Linked DNA regions of Mus musculus: region 2 is linked to region 1. Evidence: chromatin contacts called from public Hi-C data. All regions are on one chromosome and are shown on one strand. The core of a region is the stretch at or near the end of the contact, and the rest is flanking DNA. Distances in the headings are between cores, read along the strand shown. Region 1 overlaps Gm32344 (a long non-coding RNA gene). Region 2 has its middle 150 kb from the start of Mir137.

What was found. A called contact is a pair of places that touch in the nucleus more often than the background predicts.
Region 2: a contact with region 1 is called in a Hi-C map of the N1E-115 cell line, with 5 times the contacts expected there. The contact joins two enhancer-like sites. A contact is called at or near these places in 7 of 484 Hi-C or Micro-C datasets (the HPC-7 cell line, the N1E-115 cell line, embryonic stem cells and 1 more).

Annotation. Positions count from the first base shown.
Region 1 is chr3:117,987,272-117,989,971 of GRCm38.p6, reverse strand. The region is part of intron 3 of Gm32344 (a long non-coding RNA gene); the gene reads right to left. Among named protein-coding and RNA genes, the nearest start is that of Gm32344, 24 kb to the right of the region's middle. Within about 2 kb of position 1,336, at least 5 of the 459 cell types and tissues checked have an H3K27ac peak or open chromatin away from gene starts, as enhancers often do. A contact at or near this core is called in the N1E-115 cell line, where this site is marked.
Region 2 is chr3:118,285,873-118,288,572 of GRCm38.p6, reverse strand. No RefSeq gene overlaps it. Among named protein-coding and RNA genes, the nearest start is that of Mir137, 150 kb to the left of the region's middle. Within about 2 kb of position 1,427, at least 3 of the 459 cell types and tissues checked have an H3K27ac peak or open chromatin away from gene starts, as enhancers often do. A contact at or near this core is called in the N1E-115 cell line, where this site is marked.

The sequences.
Region 1 (2,700 bases), core at 87-2,586:
CAGTGCGGGCCAAGAGTAGAAAGAGAGAATATTCCAATTTATTTCAAAGGTTACACATCAAAATTGAATATGCAGCACAACTACATTATCGTATGGTCTAACTTTTACATAAGAAATAGGAGCTGGATCATAACCATTGTTTCCCTTCAACCCTGTGTGTTTTGATTTCTGTACTGTGAAACATGTCCCCATTGATTCTGAAATGGAATACAGTACCACAATGCAAACAAAGCAGGGAGGAAATGTGGTTGTTTGTGTTGCTCTTGTTTTTCCAACTGAGAAGTCTGATTCAAGTACGAGAGATCTGCGGAATTATTTCCTCAGTATCTCATCAAAAAAAAAAAAAAAAAAAAGCAGATTTCATTTCAGTTTTCAGTCTTTTTAAACCGAGAGAACACCGCCATCCTTCAGTGCTATCGTGGTTGAAACAACAATACAGCCATCACGTGGACAACAGCAAGAGAAAATTCTACTGGAAGAAGGGAAGGAAGATCGACCAATAGGGACATGTTAGTTATTTTGTAGCCAGGCCCCTGTCCTAAAGAGTTTCTCAGGAGAGGCTCCTTACAGCGCCTTTTGCTGTCTTCAGTTATCCTGGACATGCAGCTTCATACCCTAGCTCAGTAAGCCTTCCCATCTTCCACTTCTCATTTTGCACCAAGTGAATCGCAGCCAGGAGAGCCTCCTTTCTTCCTTCTCTTTCTCACTTGTCAAATGCACTTGTCAGAGAAACTCCAGTGCAGGGTGTTCACATCTAACCTAATTTATCCCTTTAATTCGCTGCATGGAGAGTGGAAGAGGTGGCAATATTTTCTCACTTGGTAGGGAAGCAGTTACTTTTTAGCAGATCCATACAAACATGCAAATATACATTTAATGTCTACAGCCCTTCAGGACATAGTGGAGCCTGGATTCAACACTGAGGTAATCACTGCATCTTAGCAGAGATAGAGCAGCCACCTTCTTCTGTGGCATTCCGTTCTGCTCCTAATCCCACCCCTGACATTATAGACATGGAAAAATGGCATGGTACATGGTTCCTCTGGAAATGCTGCTAGGAAGGGTCAGAACACAAACAGTTTTCCCTTGCAAACGGAGGATTTCAAATGAGGACTCTGGGTGCTTAAACCACAAATGCATTTCAACCAGATAGCACGGAGTCCAACACACCCTCTCCTGGCATCAGAGCCCCTTATGATGCAAGAATATTCAATACAAGAATAGCTAGCTCCTGCCGCTTTTGAAGCAGCCTCTGATCTCCATGTCTCTAATGCCTGCTCTCATGTGTACTTCCATGGGTTCCTGAGATAACTGACAACGTGGCTTCTGGGGACTTCAAAGCCAGGTTATCTGCCTTGTCTGATAGAAGGGAATTTAAGGAATGGCAACAATGAAGCCTGCACAGCGCTGGATACTGGAAATGGAAGCTAACAAGTCTGAAAGGATGTATATAGAAACAGAAAGTTCTATCTGTCCATGAGACAGTCCATGTAGACGTGCTCTGTGTCTCTGCCAACAAACCCCTTCCAGGTTTACTGGCTTGTCCTAAATTTGGCAGATTGGCACAGATGCACAAGTATGGTAAAAGATACTTTGATGGATTATTCATTTTCTTGTTTGTCTTCTCTCTCTCTCTCTCTCTCTCTCTCTCTCTCTCTCTGTGTGTGTGTGTGTGTGTGTGTGTGGTGTGTGTGTGTGTGTATGCTTTTATGTATGTGAGGCCAAAGGACAAACTCCGATGTGGATTCTTTTTTTTTTTCCATTTTTTATTAGGTATTTAGCTCATTTACATTTCCGATGCTATACCAAAAGTCCCCCATACCCACCCACCCCCACTCCCCTACCCACCCACTCCCCGTTTTTGGCCCTGGCGTTCCCCTGTACTGGGGCATATAAAGTTTGCGTGTCCAATGGGCTTCTTGATTCCATCTTACTTGGGACTGAGTTTCTTACTTTTCTGCTACATTTATTTGTCTATAGAGCACACAGGTTTCACAGAAATTCTCTAGATTCTGCCTCCCATCTCCTTGGGATTATGGTTGTTTCAGATATAAGTCTAACTTTAGCTTCCATCCTGAAGATTATAATTCTGGTCCTCACATTGACACAACAAGCATGTTTGCCTACTAAACCACCACCCAGCTTTAGAATGTTCATTCAATAGCTGAAAAGCAAGAGTGAACGAGTCCCAAACACCTGTGACTCTAGTTCCAGAGAAGATAACATCTCTGGAGTACACACACACACATACATACATAAATGAAAATATTTGAAGAGTGTGTCTGCTTTTACGGACTATATTTAACAAGCTGTCATTTTTATTAGATATTTTCTTCATTTACATTTCAAATGCTATCCCAAAAGTCACCTATACACTCCCCCCCTCTCCCCTGCCCTGATCCCCTACCCACCCACTCCCACTTCTTGGCCCTGGTGTTCCCCTGTACTGGGGCATATAAACTTTGCAAGACCTAGGGGCCTCTCTTCCCAGTGATGGCTGACTAGGCCATCTTCTGCTACATATGCAGCTAGAGACATGAGCTCTGGGGGTACTGGTTAGTTCATATTGTTGTTCCACCTATAGGGTGGCAGTAACAAGCTATCTTATATTACACTAGCTTCAGCTTATGGTTTTCCTCATTTATTCTCCTGAGTAGATGTATATTTGGTATCTTCTCAATGCTGAAAACTTAGATTAAT
Region 2 (2,700 bases), core at 178-2,677, 300 kb before region 1:
GTGTCAGGTTCTACCCTAAAGCTAAGGATCTGTCTAGTTCTTGGTCCTATTAATGGTATCAGACGTGGGTTCTGTCTTGTGGAGTGGGTCAGGAATCAAATCAGAAAATGATTGGTTACTATGGTAACATTTGTGCCACTATTATACCAATGGGTTCATTTTGCCAGCCCAGGCATATTATAGTTCAAAGGATTGATAGGTTAAGACACATGATTCCCTTTATTCCCCAATATAATACCTAGCGTGTTCCAATAATATGAAATCTAGCCAGTAGGGATGAAGCTACCAGGTAAGTATCAGCTTTGCAAGTGTTTTCAGCAATAGGGTCCTCCCATCAAATGGAAAATCTTTATTCTTCCACGGCTCTTAATTTATCCTTTTGTTTTGTTTAATTATTTTGTGTTGCTTTGTTGTACCTTGAATAAATACTTTAATAATATATTTCATCTTACTGCGTCCTCATCTTGTGTCAAGGCTAGTTTTTTTTCCCTTTTATTCTCCTCTAAACGCTTATATTTTTATATGTAAAAGTCCATCTTACCCGTAGTTCTCATTTACTAGTTGTGTTTTGATCTGCACAGTTTCTATTATGTCATCAAGTAGGCTTCAAAAACATTACTTGAAAAATTCTAGAAAAATGAAATGTATGGTTTGAAATGGATGTCCTTCTGAGTACCAGGGTATGTTCTCATGTCATTCTGCTTGGTACACCCTGGGCTGCTCCCCAGCTGTTTCCCCGGATGATTTGTGCTGTGTATGCTGACTTCTCATTGGTACTGCCCCACTTATCACATTGACTGCTGCAGTGTTTCAGTACTTATATCCAGATAACATCCCTTTTACTTAATAAGGGCACTGATGTGTAAAACTAGTTAGACTGACAACCTTACTATATATATGGTTTAAAAGTATTTCATTTTAGTATTAGTTATTATTAATGATATTACTATTCAAATTTATAAATTAATCCTTTCCGTATGTGTAAATGTAGGATAGGACACAAGACAAGCAGAGCTTATTAGTTTCTGTGGTTTCAAACATTCACAAGAGTCTTGGAACAAATTTCTTTGACTATATGCACTTTCATGTGGTAATTGGATTCTAAATTGTCCACCAATGACTCAGCCTTTTATACAAAAACCTTTCATTGACTATAAGGAGATGTACCTATCTTTTAATCTATACATGACAAAGTTGACAGACCATTATCCCCACGATTTATAAGGCAGTGATAAAGAGACTTTGAAGAAATAATCACAGCCCTTAACCCCTTAACTTTAGGGTAATCCAAAGGAAATTTTTCTTGACTTTTCTAGCCAATCAAATCACTAAACGGAGGATTCAGTGAGACAGCAGAGACAGATGCTCCGCTTTTGCCAGAGGAAAGTAGCCTTGGTTTCTACAGCCAAAACAAAATGAATTTGCTAATAGCCAGTGAGCTTTGGCGCTATTCCAAAACCCCAGGCAATGCCATAATCTGGCCAACACTGTGATTGTAACCTAGGGGACTCTTAGAAGCAGATATAAATACCAGTGTCTTCTTTGGCACAAACTTTTTGAGATAGAAAATGCATGTTATGTTTAGCTAGTATGTTTATGACAAGATGTAACTTGGAAAATTAATACATGCAATTATCAATTCTTATTATTCCATTTCCCTTTCCTTTTCATAATTCCTTCTTGCTGTTTTTGAACACTGTTCTTTTTTTTCTATTTCCTTATTTCATTCCTATTAGTTTAGAGAGATTTTATAACTTCATACTTTTACTTCAATTTTTCTACATTAGATTTTGATCTAACTTTGATAGCTAATTACTATCTCTCTAGGAAGTCCATATAATCTTACTCATGAAAGTTTTGAGTTTAACCTTACTTAATTAGAAATACTCTTTTTAAAAGTTTTTGAGATTGTAATTATGCAATTTTCCTCTTCCATTTTCTCCTTCCAAACCCTCCCATGCATTTTCCCTTTGTCTTTAAAATCTTTCTTCTTTCATTATTCTCTCTCTCTCTCTCTCTCTCTCTCTCTCTCTCTCTCTCTCACACACACACACACACACACACTCATTCCTAAGCATATAATATAACTTATAATATGTTTGCTCCTCTTTTGTTCCAGACCTCATTTCAAAAATCCTGCTGCATGATGTACCTTTCCTACTTGGTGCTCAGCATTGATATCAACCCAAGTATTTGCTTAAGTTCTGCCATGAGGGTATTCTGTCTAGCCTCTCACTTCCTGAAAGAACTCACATCAAATACCCAACCCCAAGACCAGAATTCTCTTTTAAAACACTTTTTTTTATCTTGGCTCATTTTTTTAATTAATATTTTTTATTACATATTTTCCTCATGGGGGAATCTTTATTAGCCACAGGTTTCAACTGAATAACTCTTCTTAACTCTTTTTTTTTCCAAAGTAGCTCTTTTGTTTCTCCTTTTGTGTGTTCCAGATTGGGTTCAGATATCGGTTGGTCATCTTTCTTTACTTTCAAGAGCTCTTAGTTTCTAGTTAACAAAGCCAGTGTTTCCAATTTTATTTATTTGATCATCAAAAATTCTACTTCTGCAGCTTGACACATGAATTGTTCTTCATTTGCTCCATAAAACAGCAGAGTGGTAAGAAAACATCGAGAAATCCAGACAGCTTGGAATCAAACACATGTTAATAGCTGTGAGATTTTGGTGAATGAGTGGTGT